Regions from separate parts of the Hordeum vulgare genome. Here region 2 is linked to region 1. Evidence: chromatin contacts called from public Hi-C data. All regions are on one chromosome and are shown on one strand. The core of a region is the stretch at or near the end of the contact, and the rest is flanking DNA. Distances in the headings are between cores, read along the strand shown. Region 1 holds the start of LOC123424940. Region 2 holds the start of LOC123407318.

Evidence for each region. Hi-C and Micro-C count contacts between places; a contact is called where the count stands out from the background.
Region 2: a Hi-C map of leaf shows a contact between it and region 1, with 5 times the contacts expected there. The contact joins the promoter of LOC123407318 here to the promoter of LOC123424940 in region 1. A contact is called at or near these places in 2 of 6 Hi-C or Micro-C datasets (leaf and seedling).

What each region holds. Positions count from the first base shown.
Region 1 is chr1H:75,455,966-75,462,149 of MorexV3_pseudomolecules_assembly, forward strand. It overlaps LOC123424940, which reads right to left and starts at 4,003. Exons shown (of 2, transcript XM_045108626.1): 1 at 2,693-4,003; 2 at 2,148-2,462. The coding sequence starts at 3,929. The coding sequence ends at 2,455. LOC123407302 (a long non-coding RNA gene) reads left to right here and starts at 4,778. Exons shown (of 2, transcript XR_006612582.1): 1 at 4,778-5,023; 2 at 5,123-6,146.
Region 2 is chr1H:75,666,103-75,672,286 of MorexV3_pseudomolecules_assembly, forward strand. LOC123407318 reads right to left here and starts at 2,757. Exons shown (of 2, transcript XM_045100430.1): 1 at 1,488-2,757; 2 at 1,024-1,304. The coding sequence starts at 2,745. The coding sequence ends at 1,492. It overlaps LOC123407327, which reads left to right and starts at 3,394. Exons shown (of 2, transcript XM_045100441.1): 1 at 3,394-4,029; 2 at 4,979-5,348. The coding sequence starts at 3,394. The coding sequence ends at 5,014.

The DNA of each region.
Region 1 (6,184 bases), core at 2,753-5,252:
AGCACCTTCTCAACACCAACATCACCGCGAAGAAGAGGAACACCGACCTGGCGTTCTTGATGGGGACAAACACGACGACGATGGACAAGCAGGTGAAGGCGTGGTACATCGTGCAGTGCGGCCTGATCTTAAACCAGATGATGGTGCCGGCGGTGACTGCATCGGCGACCACGTCAACGACAAATCCAACCACGCCGACGACCACGACAATGACAACTCCAACCACGCTGGCGACCGCGGCAACGACAACTCCAACCACACAGGCGACTACGACAGAACCGACGCCGGCGACGAGCCCTATGACCCCGGATAGTCCCGCGACCGCGATAGAGGAGCCGAACTGCGTCGAGCCAGCCGTTTGATTCATTCCATCCTTCTCTTTTGATCGTCAAACTATGGCAAGCTGATCGCCGGTTTGTGGCATGATCGACGAACTTGTGGCGTTTTTTGGAAGTGGAAACAGACTAATTTGAAAATGCTAGCGTCTGAGGGCTCGACTGGTAACTCGCTCGCCCCCAGGGCGAGAAAATCGCCGGTTCGACAACAAAAACACTATAGCCGGGGTGCGCTGGGTTCAAACGGCTCGAGATACTCTTAGTGTCCTTGCACTTCCTTAGTGCCTACACATTGGTAGTTGTATGTGATTACATTATAATGTAAATTCAATCAGACTTAGGTTTATTTTCCTTTATTGCTTCAAGTTTCCGTCTAGTATCATGTCCCAAAGCTTCGACACTAATGTCTGCCGTTTGATCGCCAGGGAGCTGCCTTCATCGAATGAATTGTTTGCGAGGGGGAGCAGCTCCCGACATCCGTTTTTACTAGTTCGACCAAGCCCCCCTCCCCCACCCACACACACAAACCCAAAAGGCCCAGTTAAAGTGTTCTATTTGTTTAAAATTTCCACATTACAACTTTAAAACAAAAAAAGTCAAGTGGTCTAGATTATTTTTGCCATGCTAAACTTAAAAACCGGCATCTTCTAGATGAAAATGCTATCAATAAATAGAATACACACAAATTTATAAGAATGCAATGCTCAGAAAAAATATATGAAAATTCCCCTGCTATTTTATAAAACTGCCATCCTCTATATAAAAATATTTTATTTGGATAAGCTAAAAAACTGCTAATTAATAAAAAAACAAAAATGCCATCCTCTCAACATGAAGAATGTCATCCTCTTTATAATAAAATGCCGGGCCAACAAATAATAAAAATGCCATGCTCTCAATATCAAAACTGCCACATGTTAATAATGCCCTGTTATTAATAAAAAAAATACCAAGCTCTTAATTATAAAAATGTGATGCTCTTGACAAATTAAAAATGCCATGTTAGCAATAACAAAAATGCCATGTCTTAATGATAATAAAACTTCCATCCTCTTAATAGTAAAAATGTCATGCTACTAATTATTTAAATGCCATGCTCTTAATAAAAATTGACATTGGGGCAGTAAAAAATACATAGAAAATGCCATGGTACATACAAATAAAAATACACATGGAATGTTTAGATACAAATAGCCGCTCTAAAAAATATGGATTTTTTTCTTTCACAATATAGAAAGTTTAGGATTTTCGTTTTTTTCAAATAGTCACAGGCTCACCACACTCGCTGCCATGGCCTAGCTAGCTCTTCAGTCTTCACTTTCTACCCTATGCATGATTATGGAAGCCCATTTATTAGACGGAGATATAATACATGCATCTGTATGGAAGGAGACGCGCTCCAACTCCAAGAACCAGGATTGGATCACACATGTTTGAGGAGACAGATGAACTGGTACAATACAACAATCAGGAAGGAAGCGCGCTACATACTGCATTCCCAGATTACAAAGTCGGGTTATAGAGTGATCATACACATACCAAGGCCACAAGACTAACTAATTACATCATACAAGGTTCCGACATTTAGGCACGGTTAGACTGGTTGCGGCGCAATCATCCTTCAGGAATTCGTATGGATGATCGGATTCCTTCCTCTTCATTACCTCTGCACAAAACCCCTTTTGTCATCATAAGCTGTAGTGAGCCTCACTTTCCCGGACCAAAATCAAAATTAAGGTATTCAGCATATCAGAAGATTTCACCCAACCAAGATGCGAACAAAGTAAGTATTGGAGTATAAAGCAGATGATAGATACACTCCAACCCCGACTAGGATTGTATCACACATATTTCAGGAGACGGTCAGACAGATGAACTGGTACAACAATCACGAAGGAAGGATGCTACATAGCGCATTCCCAAGATTGCAAAGTCGGATTATAGTGACCACACACATACAAAGACCATAAGACTAACTAATTACATCATACGAGGTTCAGAAATTTAGGCATGGTTAGACTGGTTACGTGACGCCGCAATCATCGTATAGATGATCGGATTCCTTCCTCTTGGTTACCTCTGCACGAAACCTTATTGTCACCATAAGCTGTAGTGAGACTCACATTCCTGCAGCAAAATCAGGGTATTCAGCATATCAGAAGATTTCACGCAACCAAGAAGCAAACGAAGTAAGTTTTAAGTGTAAAGCAGCATGGGTTTTTTATGTCCGCAAAAGCTAAAGCAACCAAGAAAATGTTAAGCAGTTATAAACTGAATTGTTTGGTTCAAATATTTCTTATGATCAGATTGTTGGCCAAAATTTGCATAGTAGGTAGGGCTACCATCTTATCAAGCACCTTGTTCAGTGGGGTTCAGGCATGAAGGCGGCCATGCCATAGTGTAAGGATACATCAGGGCCGATGGGCACTTGTCTTTCCGAGCCAACATCCTCAGCTTCATTGTTTCCAGATCAATGGAGAGCAAACAATCCTTATTGCGCAAGAAGACCACACCAGCAACAACACCAATGACATTCAGCCCATGTCGGTAAAATTGTGATGAACCAATCATCTCCGCCATTGCCCTTTGGAACCTGACCGACTTCTCCACCAGAGTCCATGTCAGCACACCGCTGCCATCATCCCAGCCGCCCCAAACCTCTACGCAGAACCCGAGCATGGTGAGCAGGTAGATCCCGCCAGCCCCGTCGCCCCCCTTCTCAATGACGTCGAAGCTGAACTGCCGCGCGAAATCGGGGAGGTCCAGCATGGAGAACTCCATCGTCTCCGTGTTGAGCGCGACCATGCGCTCCCCGCCCTTGAGCTTCCAGTACAGCGACCCATTGGCTTGCATCGCCCGGGAGTCCTCGAGATTGTGCTGGCCCGCGAGAACAGCGGCGTCGGCCCAGCGGAGCTCGCCGGAGGAGAGGGCCTGGGCGCGAAGCCCGGGGGAGCCGCCGCCGTCTTCTGAAACGCAGAACGCCTGGAACGCCGACAAGCTGCCGTCGTCGGTGACGAGGCCGTACCCCACGGGGCGCTCGGCCGGGGGCGCGGGGAGAGAGGCCCAGCGCCGGGTCAGAGGATCGGCGACGGCCAGCTCCCGGGACACCCGATTGCGCAGCAGGAGGCGGCCGTTGCGGCAGTCCAAGACCTTCCACGGATCCGCGACGGGCTGCTCCGCGGACGCCAGATCCCACAGCAGGGGGCGGCCGCTGCGCCTGTCCACGAACTTCCACGGGTCGGGGCCCGACGAGCCGCGGTCGGGCAGGAAGGAGAGCGCGAAGTCGCCGCCCTCGACGACGCGGCGCGTGGCGGCGAGAGGGGAAGCGGGGAGAAAGAGAGGGCTAGGGTCTTCGATGCAGCGGTCTTCACTGGGGCGGTGGATGAAGCAGCCGAGGAGGAGCGGGCAGGTTGAGGGATGGCGGCGGCGGAAGCGGCGGAGGAAGCGGGCGCTGCGGGCGGCGTGGAGGAAGGGCTTGCAGGCGAGCGCCGCGCGGAGGAGGTCGGCTGGGGTGGGGAGGAGGAGGAAAACCTCCCGCAGGAGGTCGTCGCCGAGGACGACGATGGTGTCGGCGACCGGAGCCGTGAGTGCCATGGCGACGCAGGATGGGGATCGGAATGCGAGCAACCGACGGGCCCTTCCTTAAAGTTTATGGAAAGCCTCGCTTTTTTCTGCCTTTTTTCTGAAACCGGTCAGCCTTTTCATCACGGAAATACTAAAATCCGAATGTTAGATTTGGCTTTTGAATTATTGTATATGAATTCCAAACTATAGGAATTTTATAGAAAAAATTTCTTCGAGGCCCTTCAATTTATATGAATGGTTTTACATTTCAAAGTGAAAAAGACATTAGCCTAGAATTAATGAAAAAATCCTATCATCTATACTAACTATTAAAAGAGCAAACTATAGTTTTTTTAGAGCCACCAACAATAATGTATACTCCCTTCATTTCTAAATATAAGACCTTTTGAATATTGCATTATGAACTACATACGGATGTACATAGACATATTTTAAAATATAAATTCATTTATTTTACTTCATATGTAGTCTTTTAGTGTAACCTCTAAAAGGTCTTATATTTTGAAACGGATGGAGTACATACCAACCGGTATCCTCACATCAATTCCACCTGATGCAATCCAAGAGTCTACGCGACTTCGACGGTCTGCCACACCATCTAACGGCTTGGATCCGATGTTCTGCTCTATACGTCCCATGATCGATTGAGGGGTGTTTGTTTTTAAAGGACTAGATTTTCTTTTAGTTCCAGGAACTAAAAAAAGTCCTTCTAGTAGAGTCTTTTTTTAGTTCCTTAAAAAAAACTTCTTTTAGTTTGATTACATAGGGACTAAAAGAGATTTTTTTTTAGTCTAATCCCGGTAAACAAACAAGCCTGATGCCGCTGTTCCGTTCCTAAAATCACGCCAATGATTTTCTCATCGTGGATCGCCTAAAAAACAGAAGGGGCTACAATCAGGCCGCCCAGTCGCCCAACCGATGCCCTCGACAATCTTCTCTCCGCCTCCCAGCCGCTCCCGTCCTCGACGCGCCTCTCTCTGACACCCAATCGCCCAGCCGCCGCCCTAGACGCGCCTATCTCCGTCGCCCAGCCGCCCATACACAACCGTCCGGTTCTTTCCTGACACCAGAGGAACAAAGAGAGGAGCAGATCGGCACACCAGGTTCGTTTTTTCTCTCACTCGACTCGAATTGTCACCTGAAGCGGATGTTTATAGCGAGTCCATCTTCTAACCCATGATTCATTCATCTTTTGTCTCCAGCCATGTCCGCATCTAATATAGCATCTTCTAAACCCGGATCCCTTCGAGTTGTGCCTTGCGCCGGTGTGGACGGAGATTGTAGATTCGACTTTTCTTGTGATGTGCAGCCGCCGGCTTGGACGATGCCACCATTATCAATAAGCTCTTGATTCTATCTCCCTCTTCTTGCCTCCCGACGACCACTATATTGTATATTTTCTTAGATTAATTAGCAGCTGACAGGAGCAGATAATCATGGAATCAGGGTAATCTTATAATCTGCACTTGACATGCATGGTATGGCAGAGCCGTTTTACACGCAGGTACGTTCAGGCAGTCAAAACTAAGGTGTCCATTTTTGTGGAGTTGAGGAGTATTCCTATATGGTAATATGAGTTTGTGGTTAGCTAACTAATTAAGTGGCAACTAGGGCAAAGTGGAACCATGCCATTTTTGCGTGTTCTTTTAAGTATCACACAACGATGCTAGTGGAGGTTGAAATGTAAATTCTCATGGATGCATGTCTATATATTTGGTTCTTTCAAAAAGATCATCTGCAACATTAAGCTAGCAAGGATAATAGAGCTACAAAACATATACACAGGGTTGAGCAGCATATGCTAATATGAGTGTGCTTCATCAGCTATTTTTTAACCTTGATTTTTGTGTTTTTTTTACAATATGACATTGGGATGCTAATGCAGGTTGAAATGTAGATTGGGATGTGATTCTTTTTCCATATTGTTGAAAAATAAAGAGCCCGGTGGTAGGGTCTCAATTCACTCTGTTTTGGATGCAAATATGATACACTTTTAGATACCACATCTTGCCAAGGAGAAGAACGACATGTTCTATAGTTGAGCCTCAAGTTGTACCAACTCCCGTGCATTGGGAAAAATATCAAATAGACGTCTACGGGAAGTTCTGCTGGCATACTGAATTTTCGGATTACTATGGTTTTGAAAAAACATTGCTGCCAATCTAAGCATGAGTTACTGTGGTTTTAAACCTTGATGATGAAAATTTCAAAGCATCTTAGCGTTTATTTTTGTGCATTAATGTATTTAAAAGGTGATGCTTTCT
Region 2 (6,184 bases), core at 1,507-4,006, 210 kb after region 1:
AACCAGTATCCCTCATAACTGACTATTAGTTATTCAAGATCCGTGATTCAATTATTCTCCATTGTTGTGACGTCACCGATGACAAATTTTTTTACTATATTCACCATCAACAAAACCTCCAACCCACATAAACATAATGGTGGCAGAACAAAACACACCCTGACACCAACTATAATTACTATATTCGCACTTATCATTTTAGCGGACGCATAAATAAATAGGGATAACGCGTGTCTCTGCGAAATAAGTGTATTTGTCAACAAAACCCCCAACCCAGATAAACTCAAGAAACAACCCCAAACTAACCTGAGGCTGCCATCTCCAGCAAGTCCTAAAGTGTCATGGGAGAAGAGAAAAAGGCACTAACACGAGTTGATAGAACAAATGATCCGGCTTCACCTTGTAACGGCACTCACTGGCATAGGCCAATTTAGTTTTTCAGCTTCAGCTTCAGCTTCTTCCATGTGCATGACGCTGGAATTTGGATGCACAGTTAGATCGACTATCAGGCATTTGCATCAGGTAAACCACACTCAAAACCTGAACTAGAACTGTAGTCGCCCAATATGTTCGAACATGATAGAAACCAAGTATAATCTATCTCAGAAATCTCGCTACATTTTTGCCTACAAACCTTCAATCCAGATTAACTAAAGAAATAAACCTGGATCATCATGCTGCTATCTCCATCCATGGCACACCTCAGAGAAGTGATAAATAAAATAAAACACACTAACACCAACCGATAAAGAATTCTGAAACTTCACCGTTATAACAGCATTTGATGACACTAGGCCTAGTTCTTGAGTCTTCAGTTTCTTCATTCAGCATGTCATAGGAAGAAAAGTAAGACTATCCAGCATTCACGCATCAGTATCAGAGGAGCCAGACTCTAACTTCAGCCGGAATTGTCTCGCGACAGCCTTAAGTTAAGCACCAAAATTATGGAGCTGGATGAACTGATACGGAAATTGACAGGATATATAATGATCGTGCAAGCAATATAAAAGCTCCGGCATAACATTCACAAAAGCATGCTAAATACTATATTCTGAAATTATAATCTCAGGCAACTGAGTGAAATTAAGTGACCATACACGTAATGGTGGCAGAACATAACACACCAACTAAGAATGCAAGCACAAATAATTACATGATACGAGGCTAAAACATGTAAGCACAGCTAGAGCAGGTTCATGGCTATCATGTCTCAAGAATTCGTATGGATGATCAAATACATCCTTCTCCGGCATCAGCTCTGCCACACAATCTAATCATCATAACCTGAATGTAGCTTCACATTCCTGCAGAAAATTCAGGGTATTCAGGCATATCATAAGAATCCACCAAGCAGCAAACAAAGAAAGTTTTAGATAGCAGAAGGTTAACTAAACTGTTTGGTTTAAACATTCTCTATAAGCAGTTAAGCACATCATCATTGATCAAATCTTGCAAGAGACATTCAGCACATTGTAACCGTGTATCACCTTATCAAGCACCTTCTTCAGTAGGCTTCAAGAAGGCCGGCGGCCACGCTATCGTGTAAGGGTATATCAGCGGGGACGGGCAACCCTCGTTCAGAGACAGCCTCGTCATCTTCATGGTCTCGAGATGAATGGAGAAGAGACAACTGCCATTGCGCAAGAACACAACACCAGCAGCCACCCCGATGACATCCAGTGTGAGATGGTAAAAGTGTTCCGAGCCAATCATCTCTGCAATCGCCCTGTGGAACCTGACCGACTTGTCCACCAGCGTCCACGCCAGGCCACCGGCGCCGTCGTCCTGGCCGGCCCAAACCTCGATGCAGAAGCCACGCATGGTGAGCACATGGAGCCCGCCGGCGCCGTCCTCCCCCTTCTCGATGACGTCGAAGCTGAGCTCCCGCAGGAAAGGGGGGAGCGGCAGCACGGCGAGCTCCGTCGTCGCCGTGTTCAGCGCCAGCATGTGCTGCCCGCCCGTTAGCTTCCAGTACAGCGTCCGGTTGGCCTGCATCGCCCGGGAGGCCGCGAGACTGGGCTGCTGCGCGAGGCCGCCCACGTCCGCCCACCGGAGGTCGGCGGAGGAGAGGACGAAGGCGCGCAGCTCCGTGGTGTCGCCGACCCGGGAAATGCAGGCCGCCTGGAACACCGAGTAGTCGCCGTCGTCGGCGACGAGGGCGTACCCCACGGGGTGGTCGCCGGGGAGCGCGGGGAGCGAGACCCAGCGGCGGGCCAGCGGGTCGGCGACGGCGAGGTCCTGGGACGACGACCGGTTGCGCAGCAGCAGGCGGCCGTTGCGGCAGTCGAGGATCTGCCACGGGGTGCCGGCACCGGCGGCGCCCGGCCGGCCGCGGCGGGGGATGAAGGACAGGGCGAAGTCGCCGCGCTCGGCGACGCGGCTCGTGGCGGCGGCGGGGGGCGCGGGAAGCAGGTGGGGGGCGCTGTTCCCGCGGCGCTCGCCGGGGCGGTGGAGGTGGCAGCCGAGGAGGAGCGGGCAGGTGAAGGGGTGGCGGCGGCGGAAGCGGCGGAGGAAGGCGGCGCTGCGGGCGGCGCGGAGGAATGGGCGGCAGGCGAGGGCGACGCGGAGGAGGTCGGCCGGTGCCGGGAGCAGGATGAAGACCTCCTGCAGCAGGTCGTCGCCGAGGACGTCGACGGTGGAGGCGGCCGCCGGAGCCATGTGGCGCCTGGAACGGACGGGGAAAGGGACGTTCCCCAGTTTCCCACTACGACGCGCTCGTTTCGGCGGCCTTGGACCAGGTTGCATGCTGGATGCTGATTGGCATGCCTTGCAATTTAACCGCTCAGGTTTCATTTAAGCCCGGTAAATATTTGCCTATAATTGTATAACGGCCCAGCAAAAACAAATCGAGTTGAAGCTGAGAGATTTACTCAGAAGCAACATGCATCTATACTACTCCCTCCGTTTTCTAAATATAAGTCTTTTAAACGATTTCATTAGATGTCTACATACGAAGCAAAATGCTTGAATGTACACTCTAAAGTATGTCTATATACATCCGTATGTAGTCCACTAGTGAAATCTCTACAAAGACTTATATTTAGGAAAGAAGGAAGTACTACTAAACAATCGAACAAGAATTACACTACAGACACCCCATCAAACATCCCACAAAAAAAAAATCAATCAGCACCCCACGATTAATCCCACAGATCTTAATCTAACAGCCCTCGTTAATTCACCGTCTGCTGGGTGTACTTAGCAATTATAATTGGCTGAACATACTCCACCAACGAAACTTCCAATCACGCAAGAAAAAAAGAGAGGAGAAAATGCCCAGCAACGTCCCCTGTAATCACGGTACCATCCAGCCACCAGCATCACGGGATTCTCATCAGGACCATCTGCCCAGTCGTACGTCCCCTGCAAGCATCACGGGATTCGCCGTAGTCCATGGAGATCTCCCTGGACGCGCTGCTGGGCGTGCAGCGGCACGGGCAGGACCTGGCCTACAGGCTCGCGCAGGGCGTCTCGGGCCTCCTCCTCCACGTGCAGCCGCCGCAGCACCCGTGGCCCGCCCCGCCGCTGCCGCTCAAGCTCATCCCCTTCGACATCGAGCTCCTCGCCGTGCCCTTCGTCGGCGGCGGGGGCGTCGACCTCCCCGCCGTGGCCGTCGCCTCCTTCGTCGAGATCGGCGGCCGGCTCGGGCAGGCGGGCTCCGACCTCGGCGGCTCCATCGGCGGCGTCGTGCAGCAGCTGTCGCGGCAGATTCCCGTGTCGTTCCGCGCGGAGGGTGCCCGACGCCGGAACTGGGAGGGGGCCACTGCGTCGCCAACGCCTGCCGCGTTGCACGAGGGGGAGGCGGGGCTCGCTGCGGAGAGGGCTGCCGAGGGCTGCGGGGTAGCCTTGGAGGGTGTCGGGGAAAGGGATTCCCTCGAGGAGGTGGTTGCGGCGGTCGCGGCGGCCACTGGAAGTGCCGTCGCCGCCAGTGCGGTCGGTGTCAGGGCTGACGGTGCGGATGGGTCGGATGAAGACGAAGACGGGTTCGAGTTCGAGATTGGGACTCTGGGGAGATTTATGAAGCCTCAGGTACCAATGTTGGATTCCCATCTCAAATCATACTGTGTTTTCTGTTGACGATAGATAATCCTCCAAAGTGGGATGATGTATCTTATACATAAGGAAGCTTAGCTTATGCATGGATGATTTTGTTGTAGAATGATGGCCATTTGCTTGTTGTTGTAATTGGTTGTGCTCATTGTTGAAAACAATCAAGTCGTGTCCCGCTACGAATGATGTTTGTCAAGTCGGATTGTGCCGTACTTGTGTGTTCATTGTTGGTATAATCAATACTTAGCTATGTCCTGCTAGGAGCTGTGTTTGTCGAATCTGATCGTGGCATGTCGAGTCCTACCTTGCTATGTCCTAATTGACGTGTACGGAAGGCGAGTCTGTGTACGAGAGTGGTTGTGTAGCTTCATTGTGCATACATACACATGCAGGTTGCAATGTTGTGTGCTGTTTTGAGAAAGAAACAAGGGAAAAAAACAGAGGCACCTGAGCTGTCTTTGCTGAAATATGCCTATCTTGTGTATGCGTGATTGTTTGGCTGATTGATTCTGCCATACGAAGTATTACTTAGGGGGAGATTGTTGAAATAATAGTCGTGTCTGGTTTGGTCCTACCTAGCTATGTGTTAGTTGACATGTATGACTTGGACAAGGTGATTCTGTGGAGTGTGTACGAGTGTGAGTCATCTAGCTTGATTATGTACATATACACATGCAGGTTATAATCTTGTGTAAGATTCGCAAGAAGGAAACAAAAAAAGGAGGTACATGAGATGAATTGGCAAAACATCCCAATTGTGTGTATCTGATATTTGTTGGTCTGATTGACTGCTTGGGCTAAAAGCTAACACTCCTCTTAAATTTCAATATGATATACTGTTTGTGGCTATATGTTTGTCATTTAGTAGTACATGTACTTCAGATATCCTTTTCGTATACCAAAGGTTATACCCTTCTTTTTTCTGCAGATTTATGATGGGTTTTTGTACAGGTTTAGAGTGTAATTGTACTGGGTCTGCGGTGCTGAAACACATTCAATATGCTCAAGTACACATCAGAACACCTGTAATGATGATGATGCAGGGGACTGTAAATGTCTCGGCAATGTACAATACAAGGCACCACACTGTTGATAGTTCAGTTGTTGCACGTGGAGATTTTTGAAGGTTAGAATCATCACGAGGTGGTTCAACTAATGGAAATGACAATGCACCTGGTTTCCTTATTCAGTTGGGTCCCTTACTTTTTGTGCGAGACTCTACAACACTTCTTTTGCCTATTAATCTGTCAAAGCAACACCTCATTTGGTATGCTTATGATCACAAGGTACTTCTCTTATTCTTGATATATGAATCTACGCATGTTCATTAGTTTTTATTTATTTTATCCTTTAGATAACTTTCTAGAACAGTTTTTTTTGCCTTTTCTTATGATGGTAATCTCTAAAGCTTTATATACATTGCATTGTATATTGGTAAAATGTGAAATATACTACAAGAGTGCAAATATTATGCATAGGCGCATAGCATCTGCTTGAAACTGAAACGAGGTGGGTGAGATTGTGAGGTTTTTTTTGAGGGAATTGTGAGGTTATTTTTTATAACGAGAGTGGGTGAGGTCTTTTTTTTATAACGGGAGTATGTTCTTATTTTTCTTTTTTTTACCTTTTCTGTGTCTACCATGTTTATTTGTACATTATGGAATAGTTGATTCTATTTTGACTACTTCCTCCATTCCTAATTATAAATCTTTTTAAATTTTCGAATATGAATCACATATGGATCAAAATGTCTATATGCATCCGTATGTAGTGCATAAAAGACATATATTTAGGCACGGAGGGAGTATACAGACAATAAATATCCCATATGTTTTTTACGGAGAAATTCACCATGTTGATTGCCTTGGATGTGCGATTTTTGCTAATTATGAGCAGGGAATTTTCGGTGTACGGTAACGCACGTGCATGCTTACTAGTCAAAGGTAAAAATGCAAAGGGGTGAATTGCAGGTGTTCAGGATTTTTTTCCCCATCTAACTAGGTTTCCTCGCAAAAAATAAAAAGGATATCTTACTAGATTTATTTTACTGCACGGCCAATGGGTGAAGGGTTTGGCTGGTTTGCTGTCCCGGTATGGAAAAGTTGGCAGAATGGCAGCCCAAACAGTTCTGCCG